Regions from separate parts of the Mus musculus genome. Here all the other regions are linked to region 3. The links are chromatin contacts, called in public promoter capture Hi-C maps. All regions are on one chromosome and are shown on one strand. Each heading gives the region's core, a stretch centred on a gene start, on an enhancer-like site or on the middle of the called end of the contact. The rest is flanking DNA. Distances are from core to core; before and after follow the strand shown.

Evidence for each region. Promoter capture Hi-C pulls out the DNA fragments that hold promoters and counts their contacts.
Region 1: a promoter capture Hi-C map of embryonic stem cells shows a contact between it and region 3, with 2.7 times the contacts expected there. The contact joins the promoter of Htr3b here to the promoter of Ttc12 in region 3. A contact is called at or near these places in 13 of 39 promoter capture datasets (the 3T3-L1 cell line, the C10 cell line, the HPC-7 cell line and 7 more), 2 of 15 datasets of contacts at CTCF or cohesin (pro-B cells and stem cell-derived epiblast-like cells), 22 of 484 Hi-C or Micro-C datasets (the Ba/F3 cell line, the G1E-ER4 cell line, the HPC-5 cell line and 10 more), 9 of 115 datasets of contacts at active chromatin or transcription factors (acute myeloid leukemia, astrocytes, bone marrow-derived dendritic cells and 3 more) and 3 of 9 other capture datasets (adipose tissue, embryonic stem cells and liver).
Region 2: a contact with region 3 is called in a promoter capture Hi-C map of embryonic stem cells, with 7 times the contacts expected there. The contact joins the promoter of Htr3a here to the promoter of Ttc12 in region 3. A contact is called at or near these places in 18 of 39 promoter capture datasets (the 3T3-L1 cell line, 3T3-L1-derived adipocytes, the C10 cell line and 10 more), 1 of 15 datasets of contacts at CTCF or cohesin (pro-B cells), 11 of 484 Hi-C or Micro-C datasets (the G1E-ER4 cell line, cerebral cortex, cortical neurons and 4 more), 5 of 115 datasets of contacts at active chromatin or transcription factors (astrocytes, embryonic basal ganglia and embryonic stem cells) and 1 of 9 other capture datasets (embryonic stem cells).

What each region holds. Positions count from the first base shown.
Region 1 is chr9:48,963,516-48,966,270 of GRCm38.p6, forward strand. Htr3b (5-hydroxytryptamine (serotonin) receptor 3B) reads right to left here and starts at 1,475. Exons shown (of 9, transcript NM_020274.4): 1 at 1,231-1,475. The coding sequence starts at 1,270.
Region 2 is chr9:48,909,775-48,912,474 of GRCm38.p6, forward strand. Htr3a (5-hydroxytryptamine (serotonin) receptor 3A) reads right to left here and starts at 1,325. Exons shown (of 9, transcript NM_001099644.1): 1 at 1,125-1,325. The coding sequence starts at 1,191.
Region 3 is chr9:49,484,792-49,487,491 of GRCm38.p6, forward strand. Ttc12 (tetratricopeptide repeat domain 12) reads right to left here and starts at 1,434. Exons shown (of 22, transcript NM_172770.3): 1 at 1,355-1,434.

The DNA.
Region 1 (2,755 bases), core at 225-2,724, 520 kb before region 3:
CCCGTTAAAACATTGTTCTTGCCCCAGTGAGAACCAAAATCCAACCAGAGTACAAAACATCAGAGGGAAAAGCTGGTAAGAAGAATTTCCCCGGTCTTCTTGACTTCATTTTTCTATTTTATCTTAGCTTCATGTTGATGGTTATTTTCTGCAAAGGAATCCATTTGGCATTAATGAAACTTCCTCTCTTTTACTCTTATAATTAAGACAAGCTTTTATCCTTGAAGTTAAATGTCCAGGAATTTTGTGGCTATTTTTCTTCTCTACCAAATGGGGGTGGGGGGAGGGATCATCTCCAGTGTTTTCTTTCTTTGTTTGTAAATGTCCAGCTTTCTAGCTAACAAATTCCTTTGTCTTTTTAACTGATTCATCTTACTTTTGGGTTCATTTTAAACTTTGAGAATTCAGACCCAAGCTCTAGGAGAGCCCTCAAAGAGGTAGGGTATAAGGGTAAGATACACAAAACTAGCGTGCTAGGAACCACCAACAGAAACCGTTTTCTCTGTCTCTTTAAGTACAGTTGGGATGAATGAAAGGATACATTACCAGATTAGAGAATGGGTTTTAAGACAAAGAGTGACACATACCCAGGTGTGGGTATGGACAACCCATAGATCCTTGATTTATCCACATTTAAAAAAAAAATCAACTGCATCCTAACTAAAACAGTCCAAGTCAGTAGAGTTAATACCACCATGGATGTATCGTTCCATACATTAAAACACACATAATATCTAAAGTATTTTAATAGAAATCACGTACTTAAAACTTACAAGCTTTAGCAATATACTGGCCACTTCTGCAGTTTCTGCAAAGCTGGAGTCAAACACTGTGATATCAAAATGATACCCAGCTGAGACAAATCCATGGGACTCTTTCTCTGCTCTGCTAAAGTTTTATAAAGAAGCCAAAGCTATCTGGGATCCTAAGAACACATTATCTATACATATCTGAAAGAGATTGCCCCGAGTTTAATGTAAATCACTGGAGTGAGCTGGATTTCTTCAGAAGAGAAAAATTTCCCGTCAAAGGTAAGTTTTGGAGTGACTTTTCATCTGTGTAAACGGAGGTGGCAATGGGAGTGTCAGAGACACATCGCTGGTCTCTGCAAAGCTCCATAGGACTAGCATTTAACAGATCATGAACCCAAAGGAAGAGATCTGAGGTGTTCCCAGCACAGTGTGGACACCACACTCTGAGAGTCAAGACAGAATCAGTCACAGGACTTACCTACTACAGCCACCAGGAGGCAGGACCACAGAAGAATCATCGCACTTGCCTATTCTGGGGCAGGTACCAGAGAAGAGCGATGGCTGCCGGCTGGTGGGCAGGCAGGCTGGTGGGCAGGCAGGCTGGCGAGCCGGGGGACACTGCTTGACCTTGCACCTCTCAGCACCCCTCCACCCTCTTCTCCTGTTTGCTCATGTGTGGTAACCTTGGTGCTGCTATTTTGTAAACATCCGACTGGACAAGACACATGAACACCACATACAGGTTTGGAAATTAATGCCTTCATGAACCCCACAAGCTTCTCCACTTGGATCTGCCCTAGGATGATGGCCAAGACTCCATCTCCCTTACAGGAGCCAGCTAAGTGAATAATGCAATTTAAGAGGGGGCCCCCGAGGAGAGGAAATTCCAAGCTAATATGATTTCCTTTACAGCCTTTACCTAAGGCAATGTTCTTGCTGGCATTCAGGACCCTAATTTCATTAATAATTGAGATCCAGATAGCTGCCTTAAATCAGATGTAGGGAGGAACATCTTCAGTCTCTGGGAACAGTCACTGGGCTCTTGAGTTAATGGGAGCCTGGTATTGTCTAATGAACATCAACTACAAACAATACAGCAGAAAGAGTGCTTTTGTTTCTGCTAGGCCCCTTTAATGAAGAGAAACATTGATTTTTGATAAATAGGAATGCTTTTTAAATTTTCACTGAGCACAGTACACAAAGTAGCCCAGACAAGATGCTTTTAGGCTTCTTGAAGACAAGAACTATTAATGTTTAACATCATTCGATGAAAGATTTTTTTTAAATGTCCCCTTAAAGATATTTTTATGTCTTGACTTTGTATGTGGGGGTAGACAAATGCTGTGGGGTACATGGAGAGCTCAGAGGACAACTTTTGGGAACTGGTTCTCTCCTTCTACCATGTGGGTCCTGGGGATTCAAATGGTGTCCCAATTTGTGGGAACCAAATCAAACTTGGATTGTCAGGCTTGGTTGAAGCACCCCTTCCCAGTGAGCCATCTTGTTGGCTCCCTGACAAAGGATTCGTTGCTGTTTGATGAATTGAATAATGTTCACTTTTTGTTACGTCACCTCCTCCTCTCTGGCTGTACAGCAGGAGTCCCTCTGCTGTCTGTGTACCTGTGCAGACACCACTTCAACATGCTCAAATAAATTAATTAATTAATTAATTAATTAATTAATGTCCTTCTCAGGCCCAGCATAACTGCTCACAATTATAACCCCAGCACTTGGAAGGAGGAGACGGGACCAGGCGTTCAAGTCCAGCCTTGGTTATCTACCAAGTTCCTGGCCAGACTGAACTACAGGAGATCATGTCTCACTCAACAAAGAAGAAATGAAATAAAGCAAACTAACACCCCTACCCCATTAACAAACAGACAATAGTCTTCGATGTAGTAACTCCACACTAGCTAGTCAAGCTAATTGTCTGTGAAAGAGTTGTGTGGGTAGAGGTAGGAGAGGAGAGCTAGCCTTCTGACTTTGTTGGATTGTGCAGAAAA
Region 2 (2,700 bases), core at 75-2,574, 580 kb before region 3:
AGTCTTCTTTGGAATAATGGAATAATAGCTGCACAAGTCTTCCGCTTGAATCTCTGCCAGAGTAGCTAGCATGACAGGACCATTGGACAGACAAGAATCCCCAAGGCCCAGGAGGATAAATAGCATACACTGCTTGCTAGCCAAGAACCTGAGACTCAAACCAGATTCCTCACTACTTAACTAAGGGGCTTGTAGGGGAGTTCGATGGTCTTTGGGGGACTCTTGGAGGTTTGGGAAGTGCCTGACTTATGCAGCCAAACCTCAAAATAGGGGAGGTCATGGCTAGGAGGACAGAGCAAGCCAGGCAAGAAAACCCCAAGCGCTTACCACATGCAACTTGCCTCTCATCCACCTATCCTGCTTCTCCCAACGACAGCTTCCAGAAAAGAGCATCCTATTCCTAGCCTTCCCATCAGTCCCTCCCCTTGGTGGCACCCCTCTCATTGTCCCCCAAGATGCTGCAATCCAGTTGTGTAGAAGGACCCTTCCTGTGAGGCTGAACGTAGTCTGCAATAGAACGAACCAGATCCTGTGTGGCCGAACACCCTGTTTCTGAGGCCATGAGAAGATTGAGTAGAAAGGACAGGGAAGTTTAACATCACCAGAGGTGAGCCTTAGAGGAGCCTGGGAAGAGAGAGAGCCCATAGGATCCAGGTAACAAAACCATCAAAAGCAAGAAAAAGTTACTAAAGTGATCCTGGTCCGTCCCCCCCCCCACTCTGCTGCTGACAAGCTGTGCGACCCTGAGTGAATTACTCTCCCTCTCTGGACTGTGGTTGTAAGAAGAAAAAGTGGACTGAACGAGCTCACAGGTCCCGTAGCTGCTCTCACTTGATAAACTAAAAGGCAAGGTGAAGAGAAAGGAAGCCGTCTTCCAGCACCTAGCTATGTATTTCCTCAGAGACTCTACTCCCTTCCCAGCAGCAGGCTCACCTTTAGGCTCAACTTCTCAAAACACCTGATTTGACCCCACACCTCAGAATCCTTTCTGACTCATCAGCAGTGAGTTAACTGACCTTCCTATAGCCCTCCTGCGGCTCCGGCCTCTCCAGCCCTCAGCCCTTTGAGACTTAAGGCCTTTCCCCATTCCAGCTTGCTATTCCCCTCCCCACCAAACTCCTTACCTTCTCCCGGGGCTGTCAGCATGGAAAGGAACAAGGCCAACAGCACCTGCGGGATGCAGAGCCGCATGGCAAGCTTCCCAGATGTGGGAGGGCCTCAGAGCAGCCACTCAGGATGAGTCCCCCAGACTGCCAGCCTGCACGCCACCCGCTGCCAACCTCATGTCCCAGGCAGACTGCTTTTCCAACTGCACGCCTGCACCTTGTGAGGCTGCAGCCTGGCACTTCCCGGCCACCAGAGTTGGGGAGCCGCCAAGTTTTCTAGCAAGCAGCTTTTCAGCTGGATCAGGTTTCAGGGCGGGAGGAAGGGGAGGGGAGTCTACTGGCAGATGTCAGGAGAGGGAGGCCAGCCCACCCATCCAAATAGGTGGCTTGGTCACATCTTGCCCCAAAAAAAAAATGTTTTGGGGAAGGGAAGGGCCTACAGGATCTGTGAAGCAAAGATGCAGCCTGACAGCTGTGGGCTGTACACTGGGCTGTCAGTGTCAGCACTGTCCCTCCACAAGTATAGTATGGGCTGGGGTTGGCTTAAACAGGGGCAACAAGAAGTATACTTTGGCTTCCCAAGGTAATGTGATGTCCCTAGTGAAGCAGGTGACTGGATGTGTTCTGCAGACAGAGAAGTTAACAGGGGTCACACTAAAGGTCTGCTTCTTCATCCTCATTCAATTTAAGTTTCTTTTTTGTTTTGCTTTGTTTTGCTTTCTTTTTTAAGCCAGTCTCATGCAGCCCGGGCTGTCCTTGAACCCACTAAGAAACAGAGAATAGTTTTGAACTTCTGCTCCTCCTGACTTCACCTCTCAAGTACTTGAATTACTTAAGGCAGGTGCCACCAAGAATCTGGGAAAACAAAATACATGTTAAAGGGGCTGGAGAGTTGGCCCAGTGGCTAGAAGCATGTATTGTTCTTGCAAAGGACCGGGGTTCAATTCCTAGCACCCACATGGAGGCTCCCCACCTCCCCAGGCACCAGGCATGCATGTAGTACGCAGACATACGTGCAGGTGGAACAGTCATATGCAGAAAATAATAAAATAAAATAAAATAAATACATTTTACATATCTTTACTTGATTTTCCGAGCTTTAGCAAATATCATTAAATGTGTGGTCTTTTGTGATCACATTCTTATTGTAAGTCTGGGAACATGGTTGAGTGGTACAGTGCTTGCCTAGCTTGCACCAAGCCCTGAGTTCAACCTCTAGCAATACAGGGGGAAAAAGTGCTTTAGACCAGGTATGGTGACGTTCACCTGTAATTCTAAGGAGGAAGAGACAGGAGGATCAGAAGTCCCAGGCCACTCTGAGCTATACATCTGGTTCCAGAGCACTATGGGCTATAGGAGAACTCTGCCTCAGGAAACAAACAAACAAACAAACAAACACAAAAATAATTAAAAGTTCAGTAAGCAAAAGGACCAGGCAATGTGATTGGCATCTGTAATCTTGGCAACTGGAAGGTTAAGGTGAGAGAGAGAGGAGATAGACCAGCCCAGGCTGCACATCTCTCCCTCTCCCTCTCCCTCTCCCTCTCCCTCTCCCTCTCCCACCCTCTATCCCTCCCTCCCTCCTTCCTCACAC
Region 3 (2,700 bases), core at 184-2,683:
AGAACCATCGGGCTTATTATCTGTCTAAGACTAAGTGTTTGTAAATGTCGTGAATAACAGCAGGGTGAGCCATTTCCCTCTGACTGCTGTTTAAGGCCAAGGGACAGTTATTATTTGTGGCCACACTTCCGGAGAGCTGCCAGCCCTGCCTCTGCTGGGGGGAAATGCTCTACAATAATTCCTCCAAAGCTAACCACCAACCACTGTGATTTAGGGACCTGATGGCAAAGGAAGCTGGGAGAGGAGCCGACTTATTGCCAGGGCTGGGGGACGAGTGTGGTCTTCCAACTTTGGCCATGACAGGTGTGCCTAGTCGGAAGCTTGGGCCAGGCAAAGCACAGGATAAGTAGGGAGAAGACTACCTTCATGAACATGTCCACACTCCATTAAAACCGTTGCCTCCGCCCTGTTTCTGAGGATGAAGAGGAGGTGCCACAGTGCACCAGCGTCTGCTTTTCAGTACTCTACCAAGTACATTAGCTTTATTACACTTGATTTTGAATGTGAAGACTACATGATAACCTCGGAGGTACCCAAAGGCGTATCCACACAACCTAAAGATCACCAGAAGGATAAACTTCCCCAGCCTTGGCCCACAGCGAGCCGCAGCTCGTTTGGGAGCGCCCCCTAGGTATGCATATTTTAAATACACTATACTGTGGTTCCAGCTTGCAGACAGGCGGCTTGGTAGTGCAGTCAGACAACTGCGAACTAAAACTTTGACATGCACAATTAGCCCGTGAGTCCCAGTTTCTCCGTCTACGTTATGGAAATCATAATGCGAACCCAGAGGACACCACGGGTCTGACTGTAGCACCCTGAACGTGGATGCGTGATTAGTCAGGCTTCTTTTATCTAGAAAACAGCCTTGGCATATGGCTCAAACAGCTAACACTCCCTAGGAATGAGATTCACATCGGGGGTGGGGGTGGGGGTGAGGTGGGGGGTGGAGGAGGGAATTAACTCGTGCAGAGCTACAGGCTGGCCTGAACCAGGCGCTTCATGGACGGAGAAAGCCAGTCTTTCTGGAACAGTACACCCAAGCCAGAAGGGTCAGCAGGAACGCAGAGCCAAGGCTCCCTGGAAAGGAGCAGAGCGGCGGTGGGGTGGAGGACCCACACCCGAGCCCCACCCTTCGGTACTACACAACTCCATGGAGGGAGGGCGGGGACAGCTGTACTGTTGCCAGGCAACCGCTCCCCAGCGTCCTGGCCCTGTGCTTCCAGGGTTGGTCTCAGCCTGCAGCTGGTACTGGATCAAACTCAGGGCCCGAGTCAGTGGCCTCTGTCAACTCTAAGCCCAGGCCAGGAACAGTTCCAAGATAGATTCCCCACGGCCACCCGGCTAGACTGACCTTTAGTGCCCAGGATCGGACGGGAAGTGGAAGCTGAGGACAGGCTGTGACTGGCTTTCGCTGGGGAGAGGCGGGGCCTTGGAGAGGGCGGGGCCTCTCGTGACCCAAAGAACGCGCTGCCCCGTTTGAAGCTGGGATGTCCCACCCAGAAGCAAGTTGGTGCCGGCTGGTCGCTAAAGCAACGTCAGTGAAAGCCCTTCCACTCTGGAGCCGCGAGGGTTCTCCCAGTTGGTTTCATATCTTTAGTCCCATAATGTAAAGGCTCCATCCAGCGTACTTCGGTGTGAGTCCAGGTTTGTTTTTAATGACCAATGTATGGCCTCCAAGGCAGTACCGTCTCTTTGATTCTCAATTTTTCTCGTAAATGAAATGGAAAAACGACACTTTTCCGACAAAGCTATGGTTAAGGGGGCTGGATCCTATCTAGCTACAGAAGTGAGTGATATACAAACAACAGTAGGATTTAGGGTAGAGAGAGCACATCACAGGGAATGGAAGAGTGGTGAGTCCTGAGCTCTAAAATGTGGGTAATGTAGATCAGTCAAAACCAGAATCTACAAAAAAGTGCCTGAGGCTAGCCAGTGGCCAGGCAAGAACCCAGGTAAGAAGAGGCGATGGGAGTTCCAGAACTACTGGCCGAAGAAGGGACAGACTCACTTGCACCCAGGACTGCCTTGGATAGTGATGCTCAGTAGCCACAGACTGGCTGGCTGGTGCGTCTTCAGAAGCTCTTTCTGTCTGACGGCTTCCATTCCTGTTGCTATGGAGTGCAGCTCTGCCCTCCCCAGTCCCATAAGCCCATGTGTTATAGGACTAGTTCCCATTCCTTAGGACCAGAGGTTTGCCTTTGTTTTGTCTTTTTGTTTCTAGCACGTGGACTTAGATGAGCAAATGTGCCTACAGAAACTGTCAAGTATGCTATTCCGGATGGAGAAAGGATAAGAGAGTTGACAGTTTGCATCAGGCTTCCAAGGGCCATCTGTCCTGAAGAGTAAGATTACAGTGGTACAGTCACAAGCCACTTTGCGGGGACAAATCTTACACTTGATAGATTACTAGGGTTTTGTTTTGTTTCACTTTGCTTCTTTAGCTGGTCTGTGTGTGTGTGTGTGTGTGTGTGTGTGTGTGTGTGTGTGTATGTGTGTGTGTGTTTTGGATGCTATACCTTTCTGTGGCCCTGCATAGCCCAAAATTCACTTTGTGGCCCAGGGTGTCCTCGAGCTCAAGGTGATCCTATTGTCTCGGGTGCTGGGATGGCAGGTGTGTGCCACCAAACTTACCTCGGATTGGTCAGAAGTCCTAAGTGACCCCAGAAAGTCAGTCACCTGGCAGCAAAGAGTCTCATG